Regions from separate parts of the Mus musculus genome. Here regions 1 and 3 are each linked to region 2. Evidence: chromatin contacts called from public capture Hi-C and promoter capture Hi-C data. All regions are on one chromosome and are shown on one strand. Each heading gives the region's core, a stretch centred on a gene start, on an enhancer-like site or on the middle of the called end of the contact. The rest is flanking DNA. Distances are from core to core; before and after follow the strand shown. Region 1 holds the start of Rbm19 (RNA binding motif protein 19). Region 2 holds the start of Fbxw8 (F-box and WD-40 domain protein 8). Region 3 holds the start of Tbx5 (T-box 5).

What was found. Promoter capture Hi-C pulls out the DNA fragments that hold promoters and counts their contacts. Capture Hi-C pulls out chosen DNA fragments and counts their contacts.
Region 1: a contact with region 2 is called in a capture Hi-C map of embryonic stem cells, with 8 times the contacts expected there. The contact joins the promoter of Rbm19 here to the promoter of Fbxw8 in region 2. A contact is called at or near these places in 6 of 39 promoter capture datasets (the 3T3-L1 cell line, embryonic stem cells, liver and 2 more), 2 of 484 Hi-C or Micro-C datasets (both in B cells) and 2 of 9 other capture datasets (adipose tissue and embryonic stem cells).
Region 3: a promoter capture Hi-C map of embryonic stem cells shows a contact between it and region 2. The contact joins the promoter of Tbx5 here to the promoter of Fbxw8 in region 2. A contact is called at or near these places in 3 of 39 promoter capture datasets (cranial neural crest, embryonic stem cells and maxillary cranial neural crest), 1 of 484 Hi-C or Micro-C datasets (embryonic stem cells) and 1 of 115 datasets of contacts at active chromatin or transcription factors (embryonic forebrain).

What each region holds. Positions count from the first base shown.
Region 1 is chr5:120,115,073-120,117,772 of GRCm38.p6, forward strand. Rbm19 (RNA binding motif protein 19) reads left to right here and starts at 1,441. Exons shown (of 24, transcript NM_028762.1): 1 at 1,441-1,577. The coding sequence starts at 1,542.
Region 2 is chr5:118,154,187-118,156,886 of GRCm38.p6, forward strand. It overlaps Fbxw8 (F-box and WD-40 domain protein 8), which reads right to left and starts at 1,272. Exons shown (of 11, transcript NM_172721.2): 1 at 878-1,272. The coding sequence starts at 1,195.
Region 3 is chr5:119,833,401-119,836,100 of GRCm38.p6, forward strand. It overlaps Tbx5 (T-box 5), which reads left to right and starts at 1,263. Exons shown (of 9, transcript NM_011537.3): 1 at 1,263-1,877.

The sequences.
Region 1 (2,700 bases), core at 191-2,690, 2.0 Mb after region 2:
ACAAACATACTGGAGTCCGACATTTGACACTTGTGTGTGTGTGTGTGTGTGGGGAGGGGTAACGAGTGAAGGATGATTCATGCAGAGACATGGATTAACCTTGAAAACAATATGTGAAGAGAAAAATCAGCCAAGAAAGTAACACATCCATAGAGATGCCAGATAGATTCTAGGTTCCTAGAAGGCGGGAAGTTGGTGACTGGTCTTTTGCTTGTATATAATGGTTTCTGACTGTGTGGGGTGTTTCTTGTGGTCTCTCTTTCATTCTCTTCTTCTCCTTCTCCTTCATTTTTGTTTGTTTTGTTTGCCTGTTTTCTTTCTAAAGAGAACAAAAGGACTGGGGGCTGGGTTGGTGGGGAGGCAGGAAGGAGCTGGTGGGACGGGGAAGCCATGATCAAAATATATTATCTGGGGGCTGGTGAGATGGCTCAGTGGGTATGAGCACCCGACTGCTCTTCCGAAGGTCCAGAGTTCAAATCCTAGCAACCACATGGTGGCTCACAACCATCCGTAACAAGATCTGACTCCCTCTTCTGGTGTGTCTGAAGACAGCTACAGTGTACTTACATATAATAATAAATAAATCTTTAAAAATATCTATATAAATTATCTGAAAAAAATGGTTTAGCCTTGGCTGTCCTGGAACTAGCTCTGTAGACCAGACTGGCCTTAACTCAGAGATCTGCCTGCCTCTGTCTCCTGAGCGCTGGGATTAAAGGCGAGCGCCATCACTGCCTAGCTGCATTTTTTTTTTTCAATAAAAAATGTTCTAAGATTGGTTCTCTCCTCCCACTACGAAGAACCAAGGTTGGGGGGTTGGGGGGAGGGAAATCTCAGGCTGTCAGGCTTGCCCACAAGTGCCTTTATCTGACGAGCCATCTTGCCAACTGGAGTTGTCCACTTTAAGTGGGCAAATTGTGTGGCACCTGGACTGTATCTCAATAAAGCTGCCAACAGTAACAAGAAAGGATATGGGGAGATGGAGCAAAATGTCTTTTAGAAGAAGAAAATCTATTTGAGCAGTGGTGGCGCACACCTTTAATCTCAGCACTTGGGAGGCAGAGGCGGGAGGGTTTCTGAGTTCAACGCCTTTACACAATAAATAAACCTTTATAATTTTATTTTTGTAACGGGGGTTCTCTGTGCAGCCCTAGCTATCCTGGAACTCGGAGATCCGCTTGCCTTTACCTTTAAAACAATTTTTTTTTTCTAGGCTCTCTGCTCTTTCCCAGAAGCCTGTCATCCCGAGGGGGTTGGACATCAGCGCCTCCTGCCTTCCTTGCGGGGATTTAGAGGCCCCAAGACCTGGCGGAGAAAACGCGAGCGCTCGGGCCTTTCCCCCGTCCCCGCCAACCCCGCCTTGTGGGTGGGACTTTCCCCGGAGAGAGTCTCCCGTGAGGCCACACCCACTTCCGGATGGAACGCGGCGGGGGCCACGTGACTCGCTAAAAATGGCGGCGCCCAGTGTGGCGGCGTGAAAGTTGTGGGAAGTCGCTGTCGCCGGGGTCGTGAGTCTGAAAAGCGAAGGGAACCTGAGAGCCATGTCGCGTCTGATCGTGAAGAACCTCCCGAATGGGGTGAGCGGGAGCCGGGGATGGGGCCCGGAAGTGGAAGCAGAGGTCCGGGAATGGAGGGTGAAGGATGGAGGGGTTCTAAGTCAGGGACAGGACTGGGGAGGTCCGGAATCCAAGGAGGCGGCACCCTGTCCTGAGGGCTCAGCAAGCCGCAAAGTGGCTTCCGAGCATTCTGAGGATCCTTCCATGTTGTGCTGGGCAGTTTGGGTCAGTTTGACCCAGACCGGAGTCACTTACGGAGAGGGAACTTCATTGGATGTTATTGCGTCCATATGCCTGTGGACCAGCCTGTGGTGCTCTGAGGAGTGATGGGTGTGGGAGGTTCCAGCCCCCTGTGGGTGCTGTCACGCCTCGGCAAGTGTCCCTGGGCTGTGTACAGATGTTGGCGGGGCAAGTAAGTCTGCGTCGGTTCTTGCCTCGACTTCCCTGGATGGCGGACTGTGATGGAGACCCATAAGCCAAATCAATGGTCTTCCTCCCCAAATTGCTTTGGTTTTTTTGTTTGTTTTTAAAAGATTTATTTTTTTATTATGTGTAAGTACACTGTAGCTGTCTTCAGACACACCAGAAGAGGGCGTCAGATCCCATTACAGATGGTTGTGAGCCACCATGTGGTTGCTGGGATTTGAAGTCAAGACCTTTGGAAGAGCAGTCAGTGCTCTTAACTGCTGAGCCATCTCTCCAGCCCACGCCCCCCAAATTGCTTTGTATCCTTGATGTGTGTCACAACAGGGAACAGACTAGAGAATGCTTACTGGTTCACCATCACAGAGCAAGATTAGACTTCAAAGCCAAGTGTGGTGGTGCATACACCTGTTGTCAGCTTTCCATAGGCAGAGGGTGGCGAGTTCAAGGCCAGCCTGGGTTACATAGCAAGATGATGTGGCTAAAAATAAATAAATTAATTAAATTTGTTTTGTTGTTGTTGGGACCATGTGCCCCCCAGAACAGCAGTCCTCAACCTTCCAAATGCTGTGCCCCCCTTTAATACAGTTCCTCCTGTTGTGACCCCCTAGTCATGAAGTTATTTTGTTGCTACTGCATAACTGTAATTTTCTCATTATGAATATAACGTAAATATCTGGTATGTGGGATATCATATGCATCCCCCCCAAAAGGGAGACCC
Region 2 (2,700 bases), core at 22-2,521:
CATTAAATATCCTAAACTACAGTTACAAGAGGTCGTAAGCCACCTGGCACGGGTACTAGAAACCCAACTCCTGAAAAGCCTGTTGCGCTCTTAGCTACTGAGCCATCTCTCCAGCCCTTTCCCATCATTTCTCTAAACAACTTTCACTTACAGACAAGTATCCCCCCCACTGGGCTGTAGAAATTTTCTTTGAACCTGGTTTGAGTGAAACCATTAAAGCCTTCTCTTCTGACCTAACTCTTAACCTGGGAGCCATGGATCTTGTCAGGAGGGGTCTTGATTTGATTCTCCCGACTTGGTCAATGAGGCCGGAGAAAGAGGTTCCTGATTCTCCGAGGGACACATGCCCTCCAAAGGCTAAGAGCCTCCTAAAAATACTGACCAAAGGTTTCTTCTTCGCCGTAGTCCTTTCGTTTCTTCTGATTTATGGTTTATTTTTTTAATTTAGATAACACGTTACGTTAGGAAAATAAAAAAATACAGAGAAAAAAAAAAGAACATTAATTCCGTCCTCTGCTTTTTCTTGACCTTCCTCTCCGAAGTCAACCTTTCTTCCATGGTTTGGGACGTTTCTAGAATAGTATTTCTCCAACTCACACGTAGTCCTTTATGGGCGGATTCTTTTTAGCCGGGGGGGGGGGGGGGGGAAGGGTGTCCTGGATGTTTGCGAACATTCCTCAACCTTCTTACAAACCCAAGAATGCGCACACACCTACTGTCAACACCTCAAGATGTTTACAGGCAAAGCTGCTGAAGGAGAACCACTCGTTCCAGGGACATCTGGGTGTTCAGGGTTCCCGCTGTGCCCGCGTCCGCGACTTTCCCCACCATAGATGGTGGGCCCACAGGGAGAGACATCTTGTCCCCGGCCACTCACCAAGTCGCGGATGAGCTGATCCACCAGCGGCTCGGGCTCCGTGGCGTCGCGGTCTGGGGGTGAGCGCGATCGGCTGGACGTATCCTTCCTGTCGCCTCCCCGGCCAGGCCTGGGCGCCGGGGGTCGGCCCGCGCCCTCCAGCAGCCCCTGCGCCAGCCCCAGGTAGCCCGAGGCCGGCTCGCCTCGCGCTCCCGCCTCGGGCCTTCGCGGCGACCGCCGCTCCCCAGCCTCGAGCCGCCGCCGTCGCCTCAGCGCCTGTGACTGCGCCAACTCCTCCTGCCAGTGCCGGCGGAACTCCTCCAGGTTGTGGTCGTCCATGCTTGACGCGCCCAGGCCGACGCGGCACCCAGGGGCTGCCAGAATGGGGACGGACTGTCCATCCGCCGGAAGTGTCCGTAGTCGGCCTGGAGACTTCCGGGAGCGCGTCTTGTAGGTTCCGGGCAGCCACGCCCCTCTGCTTCGACATCCCTTGTTTTTGGCACCTTTGTACCAAGCAAGCCATGCTTTAAATGGCTGCTATATACATATTGCAAAAGGTCGCGTTTTTTAATGTAGCGGTTTTTATTGCATTTATTTATTTATTTAGTGCGTGCGTGTGTGTGTGTGTGTGTGTGTGTGTAGGTCACAGAACAAATTGGAGGATTCAGTTCTTGCCTTCCACCAAGTGGGTCTCAGGGATCGAACTCTCAAGTCACCAGGCTTCGCAGCAAGCATTCTTTTCTGCGGAGCCAGCCCAACCTGATGTTACCCTTCAGATCTACACACACCACACCCAATTAACCATCTCTGCCTTCTTAAAACTAACATTCCAATAAAACAGAGGTAAAGATTTTTTTGGGGGGGGGGGGGGTTCGAGACAGGGTTTCTCTGTGTAGCCCTGGCTGTCCTGGAACTCACTCTGTAGACCAGGCTGGCCTCGAACTCAGAAATCCGCCCACCTCTGCCTCCCAGTAAAGATCTTTTTAATGTGAATGTCTGAATCCGCAGGAAAGGTTATATAGAAAAATAAGAAATCGGGTCAGATAACAAAGTGATGGACAGAGGGAGGAGCCAATTAGTGGCCACCATGAAGCCAGGCGTGGTGGCGCACGCCTTTAATCCCAGCACTCGGGAGGCAGAGGCAGGTGGATTTCTGAGTTCGAGGCCAGCCTGGTCTATGGAGTGAGTTCCAGGACAGCCAGGGCTACACAGAGAAACGCTGTCTCGAAAAACAAAAACAAAACAAAACAAAACAAAAACAAAAACAAAAACAAAAACAAAAAAAGAGCTGTCATGAAGACCTCTCTGAGGAAATGCCATTTAAGCTACTAGCTGATAAACAGGGGGTGGGGAGGGGGGCGGGGAAACAGCTATGGAAAATCAGCAGAGATTTCCAGGACTACAGGTCCAAAGTCGGTACCGTAGGAAAGGATCTGTGAAGGAATGTTCTGGAAGGAACCCCCACCTCCCGTTGAGTCTTCCACAAGGCTGCTTAGCTCATCAGAACTGCAGCCACTGTGGGAAGGTTGGAATGTTGCAAGTCTAGAGTGTAATAATGGTTTGTCTTGGGCTATCATTAGCGCCCCCTATTAATCATTCTGTTCCTGCCTCTGTGTCAAACCTAGCTCCCCTGTGACTGTCAGTCAAACCTAGCCCCCCTGTGACTGTCAAACCTAGCCCCCTTGTGACTGTCAGGAGAAACCGTTTGCTATATTAGCCTCATCGACTCCTATCTTCCACCAACCCAAAACTTCAGAATGTCACCAGGTAGTACCTACAACAGCGAGTCCCCACCCCTACTTGATATTTCCACCGATGTATTTTAAACTGCTCTTGATTTTTTT
Region 3 (2,700 bases), core at 13-2,512, 1.7 Mb after region 2:
TTCTAGCTGACTTTTTAGAAGCGCGTGACGAAGGTGTTTGCACAAATAAATAGCTGGCCTTGGCCAGGGTCTGTGTGAAAACAGACCTGGAAACTAGAGAGTGGGGTTGCCCCTAGCTGCCCCCACGCTTACAACTGCAAAGTCCACTGAAGTTTTTGCAAGGGCAGCCTGCAAATTTTGCAGCCACAGAGGCTACAATGTTGCCGGAGTCCTATGGGCTCTCTCTCTCTCTCTCTCTCTCTCTCTCTCTCTCTCTCTCTCTCTCTCTCTCTCTCTCTCCAGTCCTTGGCTCTAAGGATGTAGTTTCTAATTAGAGTCCCAGAAAAGACTCCCTGTACTTAGAGAATACAAGGAAGCTGAAGAGGGAAACAGAATGTGATTTGGGGCATTTGTTTCAAGCAACATTCTGTGCTTGTCCCGGCCTGGTTCTGCTTACAGCAAGAGCTACTTCCAGTGCCTCTGCTGTGGGCTGCTTTTATTCACCCTCTGAACTGCAGACTTCAGAGAGGCTAAGGGCAGGCCAAGGAGTGCTGGCAGCTGAAACCCCCAGCCAGCCCTCAGTGACTGATTATTTTAATAAAACTGGGCACTGCTCTGTGTACACTCCAGTGTGTGTCTTGAGGAGGGGGCACACACAACAATTTCTTGGCATCTTTGATCTTGGTTCCCCCATCCTAAGGCACCTTCTCCCCCAAGTCCTAGAGAGCTTGGAGTGGGGTAGGGTGGGGGACAATGAGTCTGAAGTGGAGGAGAGATGTCAAGGCAGCTAGTCCTGGCTCTGCAAGGGGCCAGGCAGGGTCACACCACTCTCTGTCTGAGGTCAGCATTGGAGACAGAAATCGGGTGAGGCTGCAGAGGCCCATGGGTGTGTGCACACGCCTAATGCATCCAGTCTTGGTTCTCTGCAGGGCTGGGCCATTGAAATTGCTGGGCTCCCAGAGTTCTGCCTTGATTACTGTAGCTTGCCTGCCTGCCTTCCTTCTTTCCTTCCTTCCTTCCTTCCTTCCTTCCTTCCTTCCTTCCTCTTCCTTCTCTTTTTTTCTTTCCTCCCTGCAACCACTGGCTCAGAGCAGTCAACAGAGATGGAAGGAGGGTAAAGAGGATGGGAAGTGGAAAGGGAGTGGGGGTGGGGAATCAGCAGGTCCTATAGTGGTTCAAGAGTTTGGGGTATATCTAGTGAGAAAGTGGGAAAGGTGGTGGGAGGAGGGAGGGAGGGGAGGAGAGGACACACACACACACACACACACACACACACACACACACACACACACACACAGAGAGAGAGAGAGAGAGAGAGAGAGAGAGAGAGAGAAGAGGGAGCCAGTTAGAGAAGCATTTTCTATACTTTGTGAGCACCCCAGCTGAGTTAGTTTGTCAGAGAGAGAGAGAGAGAGAGAGAGAGAGAGAGAGAGAGAGAGAGAGAGAAAGTCATACTTCAAATTCTGGAACTTTAACCCCTGAAAGCATCTCTCTGAAAACAGCTGGCTGATTCCCAAGTCTCTCTCAAGTCTCCCAGTTTTTCTTCTCTGGGGGTGCAAGAGCAGAGCAGGACACTGAGATCGTAGGGTTTAGGGATGCTCCCAGATCTGCTATTTAGTCTTCTGTTCCTCTAAGCCGTTCTGGAGCCCGACAACTTAAAAGTATTTGGGGCTAGCGAACAGCCAGCGAGCAGTGGAGGAGGTGTGTGCTGGAGGTGGGCAGTCGCTGGGAGGCTCTAGTGGTGGGTACTTCTTTGTAGCAACAGTAGCAGCTAGCTTGGGCAAGCAATCCCCAGCACAAACTCCAGAGACACCATGCCTGCACCCCCACCTGGCCTCCGGCTTTCCTGCTAAGAGGAAGAGGGGCGGTGGCGAATGCATCCCCCTGTACAGAGCGAGGTAACCGTACTACCATATGGCCGGGGAGGCTTGGGCGGGAGCAGGCAGCCACAGTCGGCTGGGGAAACAGAGAATGGCGGACTCCAGCCCTGTCTTGCATTCTGCAGAGTCTGGCTTGCAGAGATTTTACCCGAGCCTTTCAAGGCAAGAGGGAGCCGCCGGGAGGCTGCCGCGACTCGGGGAGCAGCGTTGAGGCTTGCAAGGCACACGGCCTGGTTCTGTCAAACCACATCTTGCTCGTCTCCGCCGGCCTCTAAGCTTCCCTGGATCCTGGCAAGGGTTCCGGAGGGTTTCTCCCTATGGCTGGCCGCGAATGGGAGAGCGTATGTGGGGCTCCAGCCCTGTTTTTCTTTGTTATGAGAAGATCATGGGGGATCCCATGGCAGTTTTCCCCAAGCTCCTAAGGCCAGAGGAAGAAAGAATTGGGCCTCAGAAACGATCTGTGGCGGTTTAGGTCTCAGGCCGCTTCAAACCAGGCTGGTATGCAGGCTTCTTTGCCTAAGAAGCTGCTAAAACTGTGGGAAGCCATCTCTTACTTGAGGTCTGCTGGTGTTTTGAGGTAGAGGCAGTGGTAGAAATCCTCCCTTGAGGAAGGGGGTTGAACTAAGAATTTCAACTGCTTGCTTCATCTTCTTCTGTTGAACACTCGGGGCTGCCCTACCAATGTACCTCCTTCCCTAGCAGTCCACTGAATGTCTGCAGCCCAGAATTTATCTGGGACTGATTTTAGGCTGTCCGACTGGGAGCCAGGCTGGCAGTTTGAGTTAGCCAGCCCCGTTGAAGCTCAAAGACATTCCCTTTAGCTTGATTACTCCACGAAAAC